Regions from separate parts of the Sus scrofa genome. Here region 1 is linked to region 2. Evidence: chromatin contacts called from public promoter capture Hi-C data. All regions are on one chromosome and are shown on one strand. Each heading gives the region's core, a stretch centred on a gene start, on an enhancer-like site or on the middle of the called end of the contact. The rest is flanking DNA. Distances are from core to core; before and after follow the strand shown.

The links. Promoter capture Hi-C pulls out the DNA fragments that hold promoters and counts their contacts.
Region 1: a promoter capture Hi-C map of skeletal muscle shows a contact between it and region 2, with 8 times the contacts expected there. The contact joins the enhancer-like site here to the promoter of FAM72A in region 2. A contact is called at or near these places in 4 of 5 promoter capture datasets (fetal liver, fetal skeletal muscle, liver and 1 more), 9 of 47 Hi-C or Micro-C datasets (brain, epiblast stem cells, fetal skeletal muscle and 3 more) and 2 of 2 datasets of contacts at active chromatin or transcription factors (alveolar macrophages and skeletal muscle).

The regions. Positions count from the first base shown.
Region 1 is chr9:67,047,082-67,051,259 of Sscrofa11.1, reverse strand. SRGAP2 (SLIT-ROBO Rho GTPase-activating protein 2) reads right to left here. Exons shown (of 23, transcript XR_002335789.1): 9 at 602-703. Among named protein-coding and RNA genes, the nearest start is that of IKBKE, 74 kb to the left of the region's middle. Within about 2 kb of position 2,404, at least 43 of the 83 cell types and tissues checked have an H3K27ac peak or open chromatin away from gene starts, as enhancers often do. A contact at or near this core is called in brain, fetal skeletal muscle, liver and 1 more, where this site is marked.
Region 2 is chr9:66,837,235-66,841,335 of Sscrofa11.1, reverse strand. FAM72A (protein FAM72A) reads left to right here and starts at 1,556. Exons shown (of 5, transcript XM_021063305.1): 1 at 1,556-2,263. It overlaps SRGAP2 (SLIT-ROBO Rho GTPase-activating protein 2), which reads right to left and starts at 3,269. Exons shown (of 23, transcript XR_002335789.1): 1 at 3,113-3,269; 2 at 738-1,346.

The DNA of each region.
Region 1 (4,178 bases), core at 1,155-3,654, 210 kb before region 2:
TTTCAACAAATGAAATTTTCCCCCTGTTTGCACATGAAGCGACACACCCCAGGCTTTCCTGATCTTACTAGGAAAAGTAAGCCTTACTGAGATGCCAGGTAAGAAGTCACATGAGCCCAAAAGAAAGGCACAGATAATCAATCATACTGTCCTTGTGAATGAGCTGTTGAAAGCAAATACGCTGGACTCAGAAGAAAGTTCCCCCTTTGCTAAGGGGACGGAGACATTTGAAGTGTCAAAGTCAAAGGCCTCTGTTTGTTTGAAAATGCTGGAAAAAGCCAGGCATGAGGGGGTGGTTTCAGAGACACAATATTGTTCACACAGCTGCCAAGTGCCATTTTGATTAAAAGTGTAAAGGCGGGGAAAAGCATTTCGCAAAAGCTCAAAATAGAGCTCAACCTTTGGCAATGCAAGAGCAACTTCCTGGAGTTCAAGGGCAGGATGTAGCAGAAGGGGAAAATCCAAGCCTACATTTGGCGAGGAAATGTTTGCAGCAGCCCGGACATTCTCCGCATGCTCCTTCCACCTGCTCCCAGACAGGCAGCAGCTTCGACAGGGAAACTCAGACGGTGGCTCTGTGTCTCCTAAGCAGGAAACTCACCTCTTCGTTCTCAATCTTCAGGGTGGATAAGCGAGACTGCAGTTGTTGGCATCTTTGGACCAGCTCACTCTGGACGGGCTGCTGGGCACAGAGCTGGGAAGCCTGCCAAAAGAAAGCAATATCAGGTCAGGAAAAGGACACAGTTCTTTGGTCAGTTCCAGGGTCCCATTACTGTTAATAAAACTACTCAGCGGAGTTCCCGTCGTGGCGCAGTGGTTAACGAATCTGACTAGGAACCCTGAGGTTGCGGGTTCGGTCCCTGCCCTTGCTCAGTGGGTTAACGATCCGGCGTTGCCGTGAGCTGTGGTGTAGGTTGCAGACGCGGCTCGGATCCCGCGTTGCTGTGGCTCTGGCGTAGGCCGGTGGCTACAGCTCCGATTCAACCCCTAGCCTGGGAACCTCCATATGCCGCGGGAGTGGCCCAAGAAATAGCAACAAAAACAACAACAACAACAACAACAACAAAAGACAAAAGACAAAACAAACAAACAAACAAACAAACAAACAAACAAAAAAACTACTCAGGAGTTCCTGTCGTGGCTCAGGGGTTCACAAACCCGACTAGGATCCATGAGGATGCAGGTTTGATCTCCGACCTTGCTCAGCGGGTTAAGGATCCGGCGTTGCTGTGAGCTGTGGTGTAGGCCAGCAGCTACAGCTCCAATTTGACCCCGAGCCTGGGAACCTCCATGTGCCACAGGTGCAGCCCTAAAAAGAGAAAATAATAAAAAATAGAAAAAATAAAAAAACTCGTACTCAAGCTGTAAAGCTCATAGGTTCTATATTAAGACAAAAGGCAAAGTCAAAGTACGTAGAGCTCTTCCAGAACCAAACAGCATAAGAAAGGAATGAGCTTCCAAATGGAACCTATTTGGAAAGGCCGGGTCTCTCTCTTCGGGGCCCATCTCCAGCCTGGTCTATACAGGGATAGCCTGGTCTGCAGAGGCAGGTCTCCACAGGGCCTGTGGCTCCAAGGAAGCCGGAGTTAGGGCACAGAAGAGGGCCTTGGGCAGCCCGGGCTCCAGATGCACAATGTTTTGGCACAGTGAGGACTTCCTGCCAGACGTCCAAGTGGCCACCTCTCTGGCCCCTCCTTCATTCCCCATCATACACCAGAGGGAAAGCACGAGAGAAGTGGGTCAGGAGGCTAACGTGCTGCTGTTGGCAGCCGCCGTGTGTTTATAAATCTGGGCCATGCATGAGCGCTCTGACTCAGTGAGAGAAAGCACGAAGCCAGGAACAAGTCCGTGGGCTTTGCGAGAGAGCCCCCAGAGGGCATGGAATCTGGTGGAACCTGGCATTTTCAAAAAGCCCTCATTTTGCTCCAGGTCTGCACCAGATCTGTGTGGGAGAGAAGTCTGCCCTTCCCCCAAGCACCCCTGTCAATAAGCTCCCCCCCGCTGTGGGAGGGGACAGCTGGGCTACCGTCTCCTGATGGAGCCCTGGCTATGGCATGGGCATGAGGTCACCTACAGTCCCCAGGATGACAGATGAGGAACAGAAGGCTGGCAGATTGGGAGGCAGGACCACGTGGAGGCCGTTCCTGTCACCTTGCCACCACGTGTCCTTTAGCCTCTTGTCTGTGGAGAGACATCTGGATAGAACCGGCCTCCTCCTTCCCCAGCGACGAGTGGGCACATTCACATGCCCACGGACCATTCTCCTGCTTGAAAAGACAAAACCTCTCTTCAGATGGAGGAGAGGCTGGGACTTGACCTTTTCCTCCATTGGCTTTTAAGCGCTCAACTGACTTGACCTCCTCCCCCAGCTGAGAGGCCGGCCTGAGCCAGCTCTCAGATCTAAAGAGAGCTGACTTCATTCTGGCTCTTGGATAAGCAGACACAATGGAGAAAGCTCGGTGGCCAGGATGGGTTAGTGCCAAGAGTGAAACTCTCTGGCTGCCTGATGTCACCGGTCAGGCATCCCGAGCCCCACAAGCCTCGGGGGGCATCAGGGGTAGAGCCAAGCGCCTCCTCCCAGTGCATCGGAGAGTGCTTGGCATCAGTTCATGTGCTGAGTGCCCCAGAACACCAAACAGCGTGGGGCTTTGGCCAATTTCAGGGCTTCCGGTCAAAATGCCACCCGAACTTTGGCCCTAGTTCAAGGACTTCCAGGCAGCTCCCCCGTGTTGCCGCCACAGTTTACAGACAACCCTCACTGATGGGGATAGACCGCTGCAGGGACCAAGAAAGCCTCAGCCTCGCATCTCTTTTTTTATTTTCCACTCCACGTGAAGGCGAGGCTGGAATGCAAAAGCTTTGCAAGATCTAGGACTGGTCCTGGCCCCTGCCTGGCTCAGCCACCACCGATGAGCTACATCACACAAAGTGAGGACCTAGGCAGAAGAGTGAACGACTGATTTCTTAAAGTGATGTTCACCTAGCAGGGAGGAGTGGAGGGAAACCCACCTCCACGCTTGTTTCTTTAAGAGTCAGCAGGGCTGCTGATGCATGCTTTGGCAGTGGTTCTCTACCAGGGTGCAAGGTAATATATTCCAGCTGTGCTCCAGAGTATGGAAATGAGGCTCTGACAGAGCTGGGACGGGGGCCTGAGCACCCAGTGTTTGGAATCCCCCTTTATGGAGACAAGCTGTTTGGCTCAGAAGGCAGCTCAGTCAACACCAGAAAATGTATCACCCCACTCAGCTGGTTCCCAAGTTCCACGGCTTCTTGGGAAGGAATCTCTGTGGCAGCTGGAGAAGAGGCTTGGAAGGCAGGTTTGCCCAGAAGCCAGGGCAGGTGAGGACCCGGGCTTCCTGGGGCTGGGTGACACCCCTCCCCCCATTCTAACTGCACATGCTGCCATCTCCCGTCCCCATCTGTTCAGACACTGACATTTCCTAAGCGATGCAAACAAACTGCAAAGGGTTTGGTTTTCCCCAAGAAGGCGAGGAAAGAAATCATCTCCACATTTTTGTCTTTAGGATAGAAATGTCCCACTCTCCACTGTGGCCTATTGATGACAACAAATCCACTGGTTACATTGCAACAGTTGTCATTCTGGAGCAGGATGTCTAAAAAGGGTCAGGATGCTAACTTTTTTTTTTTTTTTTTTTTTTTTTTTGTCTTTTTGCCTTTTCTAGGGCCACATCTGTGGCATATGGTGGTTCCCAGGCTAGGGGTCTAATTGGAGCTGTTGCTGCTGGCCTACACCACAGTCACAGCCATGCAGGATCCAAGCTGTGTCTGCGACCTACGTCACAGCTCCTGGCAATGCCAGATCCTTAACCCACTGAGCAAGGCCAGGGATCGAACCTACAGCCTCATGGTTCCTAGTCGGATTTGTTAACCACTGAGCCACGACAGGAACTCCTGGATGCTATCTTTTTTTTTTTTCTTGTACCGCTGCACCTGGGGCACATGGAAGTTCCCAGGTTAGGGGCAGAATGGGAGCTGAAGCTCCCAGTTTACACCACAGCTACAGCAACACTGGATCTGAGCCACATCTGCAAGCTACGCCACAACCTGTGGCAATGCTAGACACTTAACCCACCGAGTGAAGCCCGAGATTGAACCCTCATCCTCATGGACACTATGTTGGGTTCTTGACCCACTCAGCCACAAGAGGAACTCCTGGA
Region 2 (4,101 bases), core at 307-2,806:
ACAGAAGGGTTAAACAATTATGTCTTCCCAGTCTCCAGAATCAGCACCACCCAGCAACATCCCAGTTCCATTCAGGTTTAGGTGAGGGCGGAGACGGGGTGTGAGTGACCTTATTCTTTCGGTTCTCTGACTTCTGACTGAATGCAGACAGCCAGAGACCAGGCAGGTACAAGGTCCACCCAAGGTGGCCACAGACTTTCTGGGTCTGATGCCATAGCAAATGTCATGTTTTGATCTAGTGCATCAGGAAAAAAACCAAAAAAACCCAAAAAACCCTGCCTCCCCCAGGGCTCTCCAAATGGTACACCTTCTCCACGGTATGCCTTTTCCTGCCTGGACTCCTCTTCCACCTCTGAAATAAATTCCCAAACACCTGTCAGATTTCAGCTGTCCTTCAAGGAAACCAGACCCAGGCACCCAGAGGCAAATTGCCGCCTTTCTCTCTCCAAGAACCTCCTGCCCCTCCCCCACCCCATTTAGCCTGGAGGAAAGGACTGCCAAAATAATGGCCAGCCCTAGGACAAGTCTAAAGCCAACTCCAAAAATTCATTTCCAGATCCTATGGCCCCTGCTATGGACAATCCCTCAGAGACTCAGACTCACCTAAGAAACCACCTCTAGGGTCACCTGCCCCCTACCTGCTCCACCCAAAGAAATGAACATCCTGCAAATCATGGAAATACAGGTCTCAATGGTCCACAGAGCACATGCATTATGTTATTTTTCAAAGCCCTTACCTTTGACCTGAGTATCGTACTCCGCTATGATCTCCTTATCCTTTTTGAATTTGGCTGGAGACGTCATGTTTTCCTTCTTTCTTCCAAATTCGAATTGTGAATTGATAGATCCACGGGGAAAATCCAACCACCGAAATCAATACCTCCAAGATCGCTTCTCCCGCGGGCAGAAGGGGCCCCCCGCGGTGGTCTCCAGCGCTCCGGGGAGCGCGGGCTGCGGGTTGGGCAGGCGACTACGGCGGGCACATGCAGTCGGTGGGCGCTGGGGCCGGGCGCGGCGTTGGTCGGTTCCTGTGCTAGAGCCCAAGCCGCAGCCTCAGCATTAGCCAGGAGAACTGCAGCGCCCGGAGGTTGGCCTGGGGTCTGACATCAACGACACAGGCGGGGAGTGGAAGTCCTTCCGCACAACATGGTGTGGGGGTGCGGGGGTGTGGACGCGCCCAGCTGGGTCCCCGGGAGGGAGCGGGTGCGTCTCTGGGTGCTGGGGGAGGGCTGGGCGTGCTTCGCGGTTTTTTGTTGCACAGACTCGAAGATGCTGCAAATCAAATCCCAAACGGGAGCCGCAGCAGCGTAGACTGGATCGGAAGTCGTTTGCTCCGGTTCACTTGCCTGTAAATGCAGGGGAAAGGGGAGGGGGCGATCAGCCCCAGTGCAGATCCTAATCGCTGCGGGGGTGGGGTAGGGGACGCCGTTTCCAGGCTGGCCTGGGCCCATTCATCTCGGCCAAACGCTGCCGGGCCCTCAGAGCCCGGCGCAGAGAGGTGGGGAGGAAGGAAGCTCCCTCCGGATTTTGTTTTAAGGCTGAAAAAAAAAAAACACTTTGGAGCAGCCGCCTTAGCAGGCTTTGGGTGGGGACTGCGGCGGGAACGCGGGGCTCCGGGCGGGGACTGCGGCACCTCGGCGGCCTCCCGAACTGGGCAGCGTCAGCCGGAGGGAACTCTCCCGGCCCTGCCTCCGACGCGGTCCCCGACCCGGGCTGGGACAACTCCCTGGACTTCAAAGGGGATCAAAGCCGGGGAGGGACAAGGCACCCGGGCACAACTTTTCTTCCCCTCCGCCCCTCCTCTCAGTTGTTTTGTTTTTGGTTACTAGCTTCTCTTGGCAGCAAAATGTTGCAGGGGGGGGCGGGGGGGGTAGATCTGCAGGAAAAAGCCTGCTCGGCACGGGACACATCCAGGAAAACAATGTGGTCGGCAGAAGCAGGAAACTGGTTAGAGGCGAGGGTCGGAGTCGGGAAAACCGGGAAGGCGGGGGTGGGGGACGGGGGGACGGAAGGCAGCCGCCGCCTGTCCCAAGTCAGGGACAAGAGTGACTCTAAATGCCACCCCTAATTGGTCACCCAAGCCCAGAGATCTCAGATACCGCACCCAATCCCAGGCTGGGGGTTAGGGCAAGGCCAGTGAGGGCAGCAGTCCCGACTCCTCGCACCAGGAGGTGCCCTAGGAGATTCCGCTTCGACCCAGGCCCAGGAGGCGGGAGAGAAGAGGGCGGAGTGTAGTGCCGGGAGTCTCGCTACAAGACGCGCTGTAAGCGGCGACTCTCCCTCCTGGGCCGCCCGGTTCCCTTTCCGCGCCGGGAGTCTCCCACTTCCCCCGCCTGAAGAAAGGGCCGCACTGAGGGAGGAAGGGAGAGCAGAAGCGGCGTGGTGATTCAGGCCGGCAGGAAGAGAGGAGGGGGGTGAGAGGTGGGGTCCTAAGACTGCACGGGAGCCAGGGATAACTGGAGCTTCTGCACGCGCTTGATAGGCGGGGAGAGGGCAAAGGGAGGATAACCCTGGGGCTGGGGGGGAAGTTAGGAGACTATTGTGGGCCGCGATGCTACACGCAGCGCTAGGATGTTAACAACTTTGCGGTTCCAGATATGTCTGGGAACTGGAGCGCGTAAAGAGGAGCCATTCAGGTCCGGCTGGGGGCTCGGGCAGGGGAAGAGCCCCGGAAGCAGTGCGGAACACCCATCCTTCTAGGTCCAGGGCTGTAACTGGGCTGTCTGCCGGGGCTTGGAGACAGAGTAAGAGGGCAGCTGATGGCTGCAAGTGATGCCACCGACGGTTGCCAAAAGGTGGACCGAGGCTGCCCATGTGCAGGACTTGGGGAGGGGGCTGGGTGCGGACTGCGCGGCTGCATGTGAGCCAACGCAGAGTCCTAGGCAGTATGGTGATAGGCGGAGATGCAGTCCTGAGTAGTATTATGGGCTGCACTGGGAGACTGGGAGTAGGTCATGGGGGGAGGGGGTCTGAGATATTCCAAGCGACAATGTTAAAGCGTTGCCGAAAGCAGCATCCGCGCCCTCTCCTTCCCGCCCCTGCCCGGGTTTGTTCAGTCAGGGCTCCAGCTCCGCGGCCGGGAAGAAAAAGGGGAGAGGGAAGGAGCCTTTACCTGGCTCTGACGCGACGGGTCCCAGGCCCCCGGCTCCGCTTCCCACACAGAGTTCTCCTCCCCTCTTCCCCGCCACCCGCTTCTACGCAGATCGGTCCCCTAGTCCCCGGAGGAGCCTCCGCCAACTCCGCAGGACCCCGCCGGGAAGCAGAGCCCACCCCCTTGCCAATCACCACCCGTTTTCTATCGACCGATGGGGCTCTTAGCCAATAGAAATAGCTGATCCCGAGAGGCCTGGAATGAGGAGGAGGAGCTGGCGAAACTTGGGGGTGTGACTAGCACTACCGAGGCGTGGTCACAGAGTAAGCTCCTCCCAGGGTGGCCGAACCCCAAAGTAGAACTGATGGGCGGGATTAAAATGGAACCCACAGCCAAACACATACTCCTGAGAGAAGGCACGACCAATTGGACCGGGGTAGAGAGGAGGGGCGTTGCGGAGAGTTTTAGCCAATAGAGAGTAGAGACCGGCGGGAACCTTTAGAATGTCTTCCAGTAAAAAGCGCGAAGGGCGTGCCTTGCTTCTCTCACTGAGGCGGGAGTAGGTCTTGCCCCAACCTCCCAGGGCTGACCAATGGGATCGGGGGCGTGGCCAAGATCCGCCAACCAGAAAGCCGAGTGGATCAAGGCACCGTTACTGGGGCGTGGCGTACGGTTTCTTAGCCACTAAGATCTCGCCAGGGGCAGGCTCCCAAGCCTTCCAATGCGGGACGTGGGCAAACTCTAGTTCTCCCAATCGGTGCGCGACGCTGGCAATTCAAACTGACAGCCTGTTGGAAAGGCAGAGAGAGCGGAAGAGGGAGCAAAAAACGACCTGTTCGGTAGCAGAGACCTCAATCGGTGGCAGAGACCTCAACGCCGTCTGAGCCCCCAAAGCGACCTCTGTCCCGCCCCACCCATACCACCGCGCGCTCTGGAGCGGCCGTTCGGGAGAGACTTGAGGGGACTGCGGGGGGCACGAGGGAGAGCCGAGGGGAGAGAGACGCGAGAGG